Linked DNA regions of Mus musculus: all the other regions are linked to region 3. The links are chromatin contacts, called in public HiChIP or PLAC-seq maps. All regions are on one chromosome and are shown on one strand. The core of a region is the stretch at or near the end of the contact, and the rest is flanking DNA. Distances in the headings are between cores, read along the strand shown. Region 1 overlaps Clasp1 (CLIP associating protein 1). Region 2 overlaps Clasp1 (CLIP associating protein 1). Region 3 holds the start of Nifk (nucleolar protein interacting with the FHA domain of MKI67).

Evidence for each region. HiChIP or PLAC-seq counts read pairs in DNA pulled down with a chosen protein or histone mark.
Region 1: an H3K4me3 HiChIP or PLAC-seq map of bone marrow-derived macrophages shows a contact between it and region 3, with 4 times the contacts expected there. The contact joins the enhancer-like site here to the promoter of Nifk in region 3. A contact is called at or near these places in 10 of 39 promoter capture datasets (the C10 cell line, the HPC-7 cell line, cranial neural crest and 7 more), 1 of 15 datasets of contacts at CTCF or cohesin (embryonic stem cells), 1 of 484 Hi-C or Micro-C datasets (bone marrow-derived macrophages), 19 of 115 datasets of contacts at active chromatin or transcription factors (the 230-238 cell line, bone marrow-derived macrophages, double positive thymocytes and 9 more) and 4 of 9 other capture datasets (adipose tissue, embryonic stem cells, liver and 1 more).
Region 2: a contact with region 3 is called in an H3K4me3 HiChIP or PLAC-seq map of the 230-238 cell line, with 5 times the contacts expected there. The contact joins the enhancer-like site here to the promoter of Nifk in region 3. A contact is called at or near these places in 5 of 39 promoter capture datasets (the C10 cell line, cranial neural crest, hippocampal neurons and 1 more), 1 of 484 Hi-C or Micro-C datasets (bone marrow-derived DN3 thymocytes), 8 of 115 datasets of contacts at active chromatin or transcription factors (the 230-238 cell line, the SCID.adh cell line, bone marrow-derived macrophages and 3 more) and 4 of 9 other capture datasets (adipose tissue, embryonic stem cells, liver and 1 more).

What each region holds. Positions count from the first base shown.
Region 1 is chr1:118,523,543-118,527,622 of GRCm38.p6, reverse strand. It overlaps Clasp1 (CLIP associating protein 1), which reads right to left. Exons shown (of 43, transcript NM_001359328.1): 23 at 2,168-2,326. Among named protein-coding and RNA genes, the nearest start is that of 2900060B14Rik, 66 kb to the right of the region's middle. Within about 2 kb of position 2,107, at least 26 of the 459 cell types and tissues checked have an H3K27ac peak or open chromatin away from gene starts, as enhancers often do. A contact at or near this core is called in bone marrow-derived macrophages, where this site is marked.
Region 2 is chr1:118,569,145-118,573,040 of GRCm38.p6, reverse strand. Clasp1 (CLIP associating protein 1) reads right to left here. Exons shown (of 43, transcript NM_001359328.1): 37 at 2,042-2,192. Among named protein-coding and RNA genes, the nearest start is that of Tfcp2l1, 57 kb to the left of the region's middle. Within about 2 kb of position 1,255, at least 6 of the 459 cell types and tissues checked have an H3K27ac peak or open chromatin away from gene starts, as enhancers often do. A contact at or near this core is called in the 230-238 cell line, where this site is marked.
Region 3 is chr1:118,320,078-118,323,748 of GRCm38.p6, reverse strand. Nifk (nucleolar protein interacting with the FHA domain of MKI67) reads right to left here and starts at 1,906. Exons shown (of 7, transcript NM_026472.4): 1 at 1,752-1,906; 2 at 24-167. The coding sequence starts at 1,856.

The sequences.
Region 1 (4,080 bases), core at 858-3,357, 200 kb before region 3:
CCCAACCCCATATATGTGTGTCCTTATAATGAGCAGAAATAAAACATCTTCAGTCAGAACTTTATGTATGGTCTTAAAACTCTAACATTACTCATTGCATCCATAAGCACCAAGGGAATAAGTTCCTTCAAAACAATACTGGAAACAGACATGGTAGTATACCCCAGCACCTAGGGGATGAGAGCAGGCAGAGCTCTTGAGTTCTAGGCTAGCCTGGGCTACATAAGACTCCGTCTCCAAAAAATAGAAAAGACAAAAAATATCAACTTCAAGTAAGAGCTCTTTGAAAGGAAACAAATTCCTTTACTGATGTTTCAAGACACTGGCTTTCAAAGCTTAGAAAATGCTCCTTTTTCTACTATACACAATAGACTGTCAGATAAAGACCACGGAAGAGCAGGCCCTGGAGTTAGTAGTACTAGATTACTGAAATTGTATCATTTCCTAATTTCAAGAAGAACATGAAAGGTTGTCTGGTAGTTAGCAGATTGTCAGCTGGACAGGACATGTCACCAAAGAGACATGTCTGTAAGGGAGTTTCCTGACAGGGTAAACTCGAGTAGGAAGACCCATGCTGTAGAATGGGGTCTTGGACTAAATAAACAAAAGAGTGAACTGAATGCCAGTGTCCATCTCTTCCATTTTTGACAGCATGTATAGTGTGAGCAGTTGCCTCACACTCCTGTCTCATGCCTCCCTGACATGAGGGACTGTACCCTACACCGAGATTCAAAACAAGCCTCTCCTCCCCTAAGCTGCCATAGTGAGGTGTTTTATCACAGCGACAAGAAGAGGAACTGATATAAGTAGCACCTTTGGTAAACCTCTAAGTGCCCTAAGCAGGACAGACCGTGTTTAGATATAACAGTAGAATACATTGCAATCAGAGAACGCACATAAACTGCAGAAGTCAACAGTGGAAAAGACAGTGGAGGAGTCACACCTAGACTTAAAATGTCTTCCTAACAAAACTGGAGGCAAAAGCAGAAGATGGGTTGTGTTATCAGATTCGGCAATTCAGACATTTCCTCCTGGAAACGGAGTTCAAATTAAATGTTCCCACTCCTTGCCTTCTGCCCCGGTCGGAGCCCACCCAGTCCGGCTGCCCTCGGTCTCCATTCATCCCACATGGCTCACGAGTCCTTGCCCAGCTGCTTCTGGCACTACTTTTCTCTTTGACAGAGCATCTCTTCCTTGACCTCAAAGCAGGACGTATTCTGGGACAGCTGTGTTATGAGGAGATCTAGGAGGATCAAGCAGACATGGGGAAACGAGCCTCCTTTCTGATGTGCTGAGCTCCTGCCATGGTATACCGTGCAGTTTCACATCCCCACCCTTTCCCAATAGACTAGAAGGCTTTGGACTTGAGAAGCTAAGATTAAAAAATCTTCTAATTCTTGGGTCTAAAAAAGGACCTGGTACACAGTGAACAGTCTAGTAAAAAAAGGCTGAGAAAAATCAATGAGTAAAAAACTAAGCCAACAAGAAAAGTTAAAGATATAGTCCTCTTATTCTAAAGTAATAAGTGTGTGTACTTAAGGAAGCTGACAGATATATAATGCAAGTACATACACGGATAAATAGTGGTTTGTGGTGTTATAGTCGGAAAGACTTTTACATTGAGAGGGGACATACGCGCTGGAGTGTCTGTAAGGTACTGAGAATCACTTGTATCTACCCCTATTATAAAGAAAGCCAACACAACAGTAAAGTGCGGATTTAGATTGGTGTCCAGCAATCTCTAGTTTTCAAGTTTTAACAAAATTATGTCAAATTATTTGAGTGTAAGAGATCAAAATAAAAAGAGGGACCCTGAAATACTTTTGAAAGTTAATATATGTTAATGACTAGAATGAATTCAATAGAAGGAAAATGAAGAGTGAAGGGGTCTAATAAGAAAAGGAATTCTTAGTTTTCCAATGCTAGTGCTTTGCTAGTGATAAAGTCCCACCGCAGTCGTTGGAAGCATTAAGTTCCACAGTTTTTGACTCTGATGAAATCTCAGTGTAATCTGTATAAGCGCACAAAGAGCCTAGTTTTAAGCACAGCTGAAGTAACTTCCTGAGCTCAAGAGCAGAGCCCTGCTTTCCGTGTCAGACAGTGATTGCATCATAACCGAGATGACAGCCATGCTGGGAGTGGAGTTTCAAGTCTGGGAGATCCTTACCTAATCCAATCCGGTTAGGACTTGTTTCTCGGCTACATCCCTGACTCCTGGGGATCTTGCTCCGTTTTTCTGAGGATGGTGTTACCGGTGGGCCTCTGGAGGAACCCCCAGCAAGTCCACTTCCCAAAAGCTTCCCAGGGGAACTTGACCGGCTGCCAGCTAAAAGTGAAGCAAAATGACGGTGAGAGACGCTGAGAATCAGGTGACACTTCACAGTGACTAAAGGAATAAGTTTTCACACATGAATTTGCATGAAACATTAAGAATTTTTTATATAAAAATAGCATTTGAGTTGGCAATGCTGTTCTTCACATGTGGGCACATAGGACTGCTATTAGGAACTAACACCTCTGCTTAGAAGACCCACGAGACACCTCTGGAAGTAGAGGTGCAGTTTCTAATAGAGAACAACATGGCAGGGGTACCTATTCCAAGCAAGCTCTCCCAGAAGCGCACACCCAAGCCCTAAGAACTGATGCCCTAAAAATTAAGTAAATCACAGGAGAAACAGAAACATAACAAACTGAGGGACATTAACTGAGGGAAAATGGGTTTGATCTAACAAATGGAAGACACGGGGATGAAAGAACTAGAAATGGTTTAAGAAAAATCATAGAGTAGGTGGTACACATAAGCTTAAAGATCAGTAGCTATAAGGAATGTGGCTGGATATCACCCATCTACTAAAAGTCAGAAGTTTTACACTTTACTTCATTTACTGGAGATTAAGTCTCGTCATGCTAGCTGAGTGTTGTGCTACTGAGTTACAGCCTAGACCCTAAACAGATACACATAAACGAAATAAACCATGCACTGTTTATAAGAATCAAACAGCAAAAAAGTCAAGCAAAACAAGGAAAAGCACAAGGAGTGGTAGAAGAGTAAGTGACCACAGAGACAGCCAGTACAAACATCTACCCCCAACAACACAGCTGAAATATAGACTGGGAAGAGCTAAGAACATAAGGAAAAAACGGGGAAAGCCACAATTTTTAAAAGACTCTTCTAGAAAGCCTGATAACCTCAGATAAATTGACAGAGGCAGCAATCAAAACTTTGAATACACAGTGTGTTCAATAACAAGCATATGCAGGATACATAACCATGACCTGCGTGACACCCCGTTAGCAACAGCCTCATGTACAACCAGAGTTCTGCCTGTGCCCTGTGATGCTGCGCCCAACTCAGTCTGTGTAACTACACCCAACTCTCTCAACATTTCACAATGTGACTTCACAGACTCCTCTTGTACACATGTGTATATCCAAAACCATATTTTTTTTCATTTTAACATCAAATTTTACAAATACTAAATCTGTACTAAGCCTCAAAGCAAATCTCAAGAAAGAAAGAAAGAAAGAAAGAAAGAAAAAAAGAAAGAAACCCCCCAAAAAACAAAAAACCTTGTAAAAGGGAAATCACATGAGGTACATTCCCTGAGAAATATGCAATAAAATCAGAAGCCATAAATAAATATCAGAACTACTAATCTTTATTAATAGCTAAATATCCAGATATGGTTATAAACATTTTCTGCACAATAGAATTCTTGCAGACAGCCACTTAACAGATTATCTCCTAAGTAGAGATGGCAGTAAAAAATTTAAAAACAAATATAAATAATTATTATTTAGAATAGAATAGAATGACCTATAGAAAAAAATAATACAAAATCCCTTTAGAAGAACAAGAAGAGCACTTACCCACAAATTACTTTCTTACAGAATAAAGATTTAAAAATATAGTTTACAATATGTCTCAAAAATAAATAGCACACATTAAAATTATCATCATTCAAATGACTCACTTTGTTGGCTACACAGGAAAATTAATACCCAATAGTGATTAAACTACACACAGTTTGGAAGGAAAATCACTGTAAAAGTCTATAGTGCACATTAATGTGAAGAACC
Region 2 (3,896 bases), core at 6-2,505, 250 kb before region 3:
TGTCTCTTGTGAGACTATGCCGGGGCCTAGCAAACACATAAGTGGATGCTCACAGTCAGCTATTGGATGGATCACAGGGCCCCCAATGGAGGAGCTAGAGAAAATACCCAAGGAGCTGAAGGGATCTGCAACCCTATAGGTGGAACAACATTATGAACTAACCAGTACCCCGGAGCTCTTGACTCTAGCTGCATGTGTATCAAAAGATGGCCTAGTTGGCCATCACTGGAAAGAGAGGCCCATTGGACTTGCAAACTTTATATGCCCCAGTACAGGGGAACGCCAGGGCCAAAAAGTGGGAGTGGGTGGGTAGGGGAGTGGGGGGAGGGTATGGGGGACTTTTGGGATAGCATTGGAAATGTAAATGAAGAAAATACCTAATTAAAAAAAAAAAGACTGGTATCCAAACTAAATGTGTATGGACTATGTTCTTAAACTTTTATTTTTTTAATGGGGGTTGGGGGTTATTCATTCACACATGTGGAGGTCAGAGAACAACTTGTGAGAGTTGGTTCTTTCCCTCCAGCAAGTGAGTTCCAGGGGTCAAACTTAGCTCGCGTTAGGTCACTGTCTTTTTCTTGATGAGCCAACTACTCTTATCACTGCTTACTAAATGGCAGTGTAACAACCACATAGCATTTCTGTTATAACGTTTTAGTAGGTGTTATGCCATCTAGTGACAGCCTAAGTACACTTGAGGATACAGGGGACTCAGGCACTGCAGAGTTGCAGGTAATGAGGGATGACTACATTGTGTTTTTAAAATTTCTGTATGTGTGAGTTGGTGTGCACCTATGTGAGTTTATGTGCACCAAGTATGTAAAGGAGACCTTGGGAGACAAAAGAAAGACATCAGCTCCCCTGGAACTCGGGTTATAGGCAGTTGCTTCATTTGGGTACTGGGAACTGAAGGCTGTATGGTATGTTAGTGTCTCACTCTAACCCCCTCTCTGTCCCTGTATCCCTAACACCTGTCCCTTCCCCTCTGTCATGGGGCCCTTGGAAGCATGAGGTTTCTCATGCCTCATTTTCTTTACTCTCTCCTGTCAAGTTACTCCTTTCAGTTCTCATCAAGGCACTCCTGTCCTTGTTAAACATATGAAGTATGACCCTGGCTCCCCTCCCATCATTCCAATGCCTCTCAAGTCTCTACTCTGGTCTCAGCCACTGACCTAAGCTCCCAACACCACTGATCAGTTTGCTCAGTTGATCATGGGCCCTGACATCCACACCCATCCACAGCTAAGTCCATGATGTTATGAACAGACTGCTGCCTGCTTGCTCACTTCCTTCTCCTTCTCAGACCAGATCACAGCAGCCTGACTCAGGAGCCCAGGAGATTGCTGGACCCACTGCTAATTTCTTTCTGTCTAGTGCAGTGGTTCTCAACCTTCCTAGTGCTGCAACCCTTTAAAACATTCCTCATATTGTGGAGACCTCCAACCTTAAAATTATTTTTGTTGCTACTTCCTAACTAACTTTGCTACAGCTATGAATCGTAAGGTAACTATATGAGAAGCAGGATGGCCTCTGGTGATCCACTGCTCAAGGACCTGTGGCTCCTGGAGTTGGCCTTCAGGCATCCCAGCATGCCAAGCTTTTTAGTTAGTTTGTTTTTGTTTTTCCAGGCAGGGTTTCTCTGTGTAGTTCCAGCCATCCTGGAACCCACTCTGGAGACTAGGCCGGCCTCTAAGTCACAGACATCAACCTGACTCTTCCTCTAGAGTGCTGGGACTTCATTCACCACAACCAACTTGCACCAAACTTTCTTTTTATGTGGTTTTGGGGAGAGGAGTCAGGCCGTCATGCTTGAGTGGCAAGTACTTCAGGGGCATTACAGAATGAAATCATGCCCAAGACAAAGGGACAGAAGCTGAGAACCACTCTTCTGAAATGTTCTAAAACTGCCTTAGACTTTAAAAATTACTATTATTTTAACACCAGAACAGAACACACTGTCTCCAGGGAGTTGAGTGGGGGAAAGTCTCTAGTTGCTGCCACTTAACTGCTAGCTAGCCATCCCCTGGCCCGGGATACTCACGATATCACAATCCTTCTTGCCATCTCGTTTGATTGGCTCATTTAGATCCTCCTGGCTTCGGAAGCTGAACTTTTCAATGGCTTCTGTAACTCCACGCAAAGAGCTGTAGATTTCTTCAGAGTTCAGGTTCTCTGTATCATAGTCCAGCATGCTATAATTTAAAAAAAAAAAATGTATTTTTTGGAAAACTGAGGTATGTGCATAAAACCAGGACACAGGCCTAGCTGATTTATAGTTTAAAGTAGGACTCATTATACTTGGGTTTCGGTTAACTGGAACAAAAGGGGACAGAGCTCTTGTCAGGGCACTGCCACTGGCCATCTTCCATGTCACAGCCAGCCCCAGACAGTACACCAGCCCCCGGGGACCAGAGAGAACAAAAGCACGAGGGTGAGAGAACGCAGGAGTGACGAGGTGACTGGATGTGCACAGGGATGATGGTGGAAGGAACTTTCTTATCTTGAAGATGAAAAAAAAGCTACTTTAGTTGTTACTGGTCTCAAATGTACAAACTCTAGAGGAGCAGGCACATGGAAATAAGCTAGAATTAGACACTTCTGAGGAGCAAAACAAACCACTTCACAAGAGCCGGGCAGGCACACCAGAATCCAATCCAGAGAAACAATCAAGGCCCTATGTCAAAAAACACCAGCTTGGGATTCAAAATCAGACCTATCCTCACCCAGCACCTGGGGCTCCAAGTCCCGTGTGGTCTAACCCAGGAGCTTGCTGGGAACACCAGATTCTTTTAAGGCAGATCTTAAAGAGATGAGCCACCTTCCTGAATGAACATCCAAAAACACTTCTAGAAATAATACTTGTCCTCTATGGAAAAGTGATGCCACCTGCTATCCTCTGAGACACTAATAATAATACACCATGAAGCAGAAATGCTTTTTAAAAAGGAGAACAGCCTTGTGGTGTCCTGCAGTTTGTAAACAAGTGGTCTTTAGATGTATGAAAAGGGTGCTCAACAGAGTGTCATGAGAAAAAAACACCCACACCTTTCCTGAGCCATTAAAAAAAAGCCCAGGATGGGTAGACAGGAATGACAGCAAAGCATGGAGGGACAATCAACTAAGGACAGTTTGGGGGAAAAAAAAAAAAAAAAAAAAAAAAACCAAAACAGCTTAGCTTAAACACTGCTTGTTTTGAGAAAGCATTTGGAGTAGTTTAAGTGAGACTGTCTCCTACGGGCGCTGACATCTCAATACTTGGTCCCTAGTTGGTGGCACTGTTTGGGGTGTGGGTACTAGGAGGAAGTATGTCTAAGCTCTCTCTACATCATCCTTGCTTTTGAAGATGTGAGCTCTCCACTTCCTCTTCCTGCCGCCATGTCTGCTACTTCTGTGCCTCCCACCATGATGCACACTTACCCTCAGGAACTGTAAACCCAAATAAACCTTCTTCCAGATGCTGCCTTGGTCATGGCGTTCCATCATAGCAAAAGAAGAATGTTACCACACAAGTTGGTACCAGAGACCGGGCTACTGCTCTGAAGAACCTGGCTATGCTAGTGTGTGGAACTTTTTAACTCTGAGCTAGAGAAGTGCTCTCAGAAGACCCATCCTGTAGGAACCCAGAAGACAGCAGGTGCTGAGAGCAATGTCGACTGCAGAGGCCCAGGTCAAGAGGTTTCAGAGGGCAACAGTATTAGGACAGGGCTAGACATGGTCCTGTGATATTTTGGGAAAGGATCTGGCTGCTCTAGTCCTAAGAACTTGCCTGAGGCTAAATTTAAAAGCAATGGACTAATGTGTTTGGTGCAGGAAATTTCAAGACAGGGTGACACTGAATCTGGACCATGGTCGTTACAGAAACAGTCTTCAAGGAGAAAGAGCAAATGGGGTAGAGA
Region 3 (3,671 bases), core at 657-3,156:
TGAATTCAGGAACAGAATCTTACCCGCTTACTTCTAGACAATCTGAATCTGCTAATGTCGCCAAACTGGGCACAGTAGTTATAGATGTGGCTTTCAGAAAGTGTTGAAGGTAGGTGGCCCAGATAAACTACTCCACGGTTAAGTTTTTCTTTCTTCTTTTGCTGAGGCTAAAACAGATAAACATTTTAAAAATACAAACTCATACTACACCAAAACGTTTGTGCGTATACACATTTTTCTGAGCCGGATCTCACTATGGAGCCTTGGCTGGCCCAAAACTCACTACGTAGACCTGGCTGGCCTCTAACTGCTGAATGCTAAGATTAAAGTCCTATATCACCATGCCCTGCAAAGGTCTTTATTTTTCAACGAAAGTATGTTACCATTCCATAACCTCAGAGTAAATTAATTCTAATGTCTTTTTCTTTTTTTTGAGACAGAGTTTCTTTGGGTAGCCCCAGCTGTCCTGGAGCTAGCTTTGTAGACCAGGCTAGGCTCAAACTCACACAGATCCACCTGCCCCTGCTTCCTGAGTGCTAAGATTAAAGGTGTGTGTCCCCGCCACCCAGCTTCCTAAAGTCCTTTCAGAGGCTAGGTGGAGATCTGCCTGCCTCTGCCTCTCCAACACTAGGATTGAAGGTAAAAGTCACCTTGCCTGGCCTGCAACAAATTTTCAACACCATTCTTTCCCCTTGGTCCAGGAACAAACTCATAACTCTATCAGGGCAGAAACTGAAAAACTCCGTGTTTGGTATCTCTCTTCCCTTAAGCACTTGCTGAGCAAGGCTGAGGCCTGAGTTCAATCACACAGAGCCACAGACTCTGCAAGAGACAGACTCCCACACACGCACGCACCATGATGCACACCAAGGCACACATATGTCCACACCCACCTGTCCCTACAAAACAGTCAGCACAACATGTGTTCAAGAGCTAAATGGACAAGCAAGTAACAGTCTGTCATGTTCAGAGTAACACTGTGAAACCAAGACCTTCAACTCCGAATGCAGTTGGCAGTTTATTACACCGAATCTTAACTGTTTCCGGTTGTTAACCTTCATGGTGCAGACTCTCCTTCTCTATCACCATACTATGACCCCAGAGAACAAGAACTTGTTTCCTGTCAGGTAGGGTACCGGGTGACCTATAGTGTATTCATGAAGTGGATATAGGGGGTTCAAGACCTCGACTGCACAGCAAATGTGAGGTGAGCTTGGGCTACAATAAACCCTATACTGACACTGTAACAAAAGCGACCCTCCCAAAAGACCCCCAGGACAACAACAATAAAAAAAGAAAAGCTGTCGTTCTCTCCAATGCACTCCATGGTGCAAACCAAAGGGACTATAAACTTCCGTTAGGGACATTGCATACAAACTGAACTCGACAGGTTGACAGGTTGAAGCCCTATTCTGAATTCTGACCCTGAGCTGTATTCTGACTCTCGATCCTCCCAGGACGTGGGCTTCGGGACGTCTACTCCGTCTTCTAAGCACTACAAACTAAGGGGACATAACACACCTTCCGAATGCTGCGGTAGACCATGAACCCTCATTTTGCAGGTCAAAGCGGAAGCGTGGCAGCTTTAACACATTCTGAGATCTGGGGGTGCCATGCTCCCACACGTGGTACCCCTCCTCCTTCACCTCACACCGATTCCTGACCTGCCTCGGTCCCCTGATTGGAACCATCGTCTCCCAGCCCGTGAGAGGTTGGCTCCCGAGCCAGCCCGGCCGCCCCGCGCCGCTCACCTTCTTCGTGCGCCCTTGGATCTGCGTCAGAGCCTTCTCAAACTGCGAGTCTTCCTGCGGGTTCAATGCCAGACTCGGCTTCGCGGGGCCTGCTAACCCAGCCATGCTGGAGAACCCGAACAAGTCAATCCACGCGGAGCCTTCGGAAGTGACGTTTCCTTCGCGTCTCGGAAGCGGAAGTAGAGGCGGAAGTGTAGCAAAAGAGCAGGCCCCGGTGTCTAGAATTGAGGCAGCTCGAGCGCCACCTACTGGCCACAAACTAAAAACATTTAAAATCGGATTAAGGCTCCGTTGGTGAAGCGCTTGTTCTCAGTCCTAGGTTTGAAACCCAGTGCCTCATAAAATGTGACTGGAGCCACGCCCCCTGCCCCCATCTGTAATCCCAACACTTGGGAGGTAGAGGCAGGAGGATCAGGAGTTCAGCGCCATTCTCATAAACATAGTTCGAAGACAGCCTGGGCTCCATGGACTCAAAAACAAATTTAAAGTCTCAAACATTAGCCATGCCCGTTGCCTGTTCATGCCAACGTGCAACAGGAAAAGCCTTCCCCTCTGTGGGCTCCTTTTGTAAACTTTGTAAACGCTCAAGCAGGAAAGTGGCCAGGCCCCTGCCTGAGGAGATCCAGTGGCCAACCTCCCCAGTCCCCCCACCCCCGCATGTTTTCCAACGTCCCTAATGGTTTTCTAACCATCCAAAAGTGGGAGAGTGGCCAGACCCTGCCCTACAAGAAAAAAATTCCACCAGTCCCCGAGGTCTCTCAAGTTCAGGACTTGAAATTCCACCAGTCCTCATCATGGAAGTCTCCACAGCATAATCCAACACCTATTTATATTTTTGATATTATACACCTGTGTCTGTGAGTGGGTATGTGTTCAGGAATTCAGATGACCATAGAGAATAATGGTGTCGGATCTCCTGAACTTGGAGTTCAGGCTGTTGAGAGATGTCCAATGTACTGGGAACTGAACTCAAGTCCTCTGGAAGAGCAGAAAATACTTTTAACTGTGAGCTATTTGTCTAGTCCCCATTTATTTTATTTTTATGCGATGAGTGTTTTGCCTGTATATGTACCCTATATGTGCAGTGCCTGCAGTGGCCAGAAGAGGGCATCAGAACACTGGAACTGGAATTAAGGACTGTGAGCTCTTGACCACAGAGCCATCTCTTGAGTTCCCTAGTAAGTTTCTTTAGGTAACACAATAGGAATTTTGAGAAAACAAAAGGAGAAGCTTGTAAGAGTTTCTTATGTTGAAACAGTTGTCTTTTCTCCATTTGTTTATTTACTTATAGATTAATTGATTGACAGGTTGATTGATTTTGTGTGTAGTGTATGCCTGTCAGTGAGTATGGGTGTGTGCACCCTTGTGCTGCATCGCATGTGTCTAGGTCAAAGGACTACTTGCTGTAGTTCTTTCCTTCCACGGTATGGGTTTTGGGGACTCAGGCTTAGTGGCAAGTGCCTTTACTTGTTGAGCCACCTTACTGACCCGGTCTGAAGATTATTTTAAGCAAAATATTTTTGAGACTCAGTGGATAAAAAAAGAAGCCCTTTATCTAAGAGAGCAACTTCTGGGGAGATGGGGCTTCCTTAAGCCCCTTTGGGGAATGTTATGACATAAGGAACACTGGAAGAGGGGCTGGAGGTGCAGGCTCAGCACAGAGCTTACCTGCCTTTTATGAAGCTCTGGCTTCTACTTCCAACTCTGAGTAAACCAACATCTAGGCAGCCAGCGATACATGAGACCCTCCCTGTCCCTACAAAAGGAGGAAGGCAATCAATGGCAAGATGGGTCTGAGGGTAAAGGCTATGGAGGTTAGGCTGAAGGCCTGAACTGGACCATAGAACCCAAATGGTAGAAGGTGAGGACCAACTCCAGCAGGCTGTCCTCTGGGGATGTCCTAGTTTTCTTTCTGTTGCT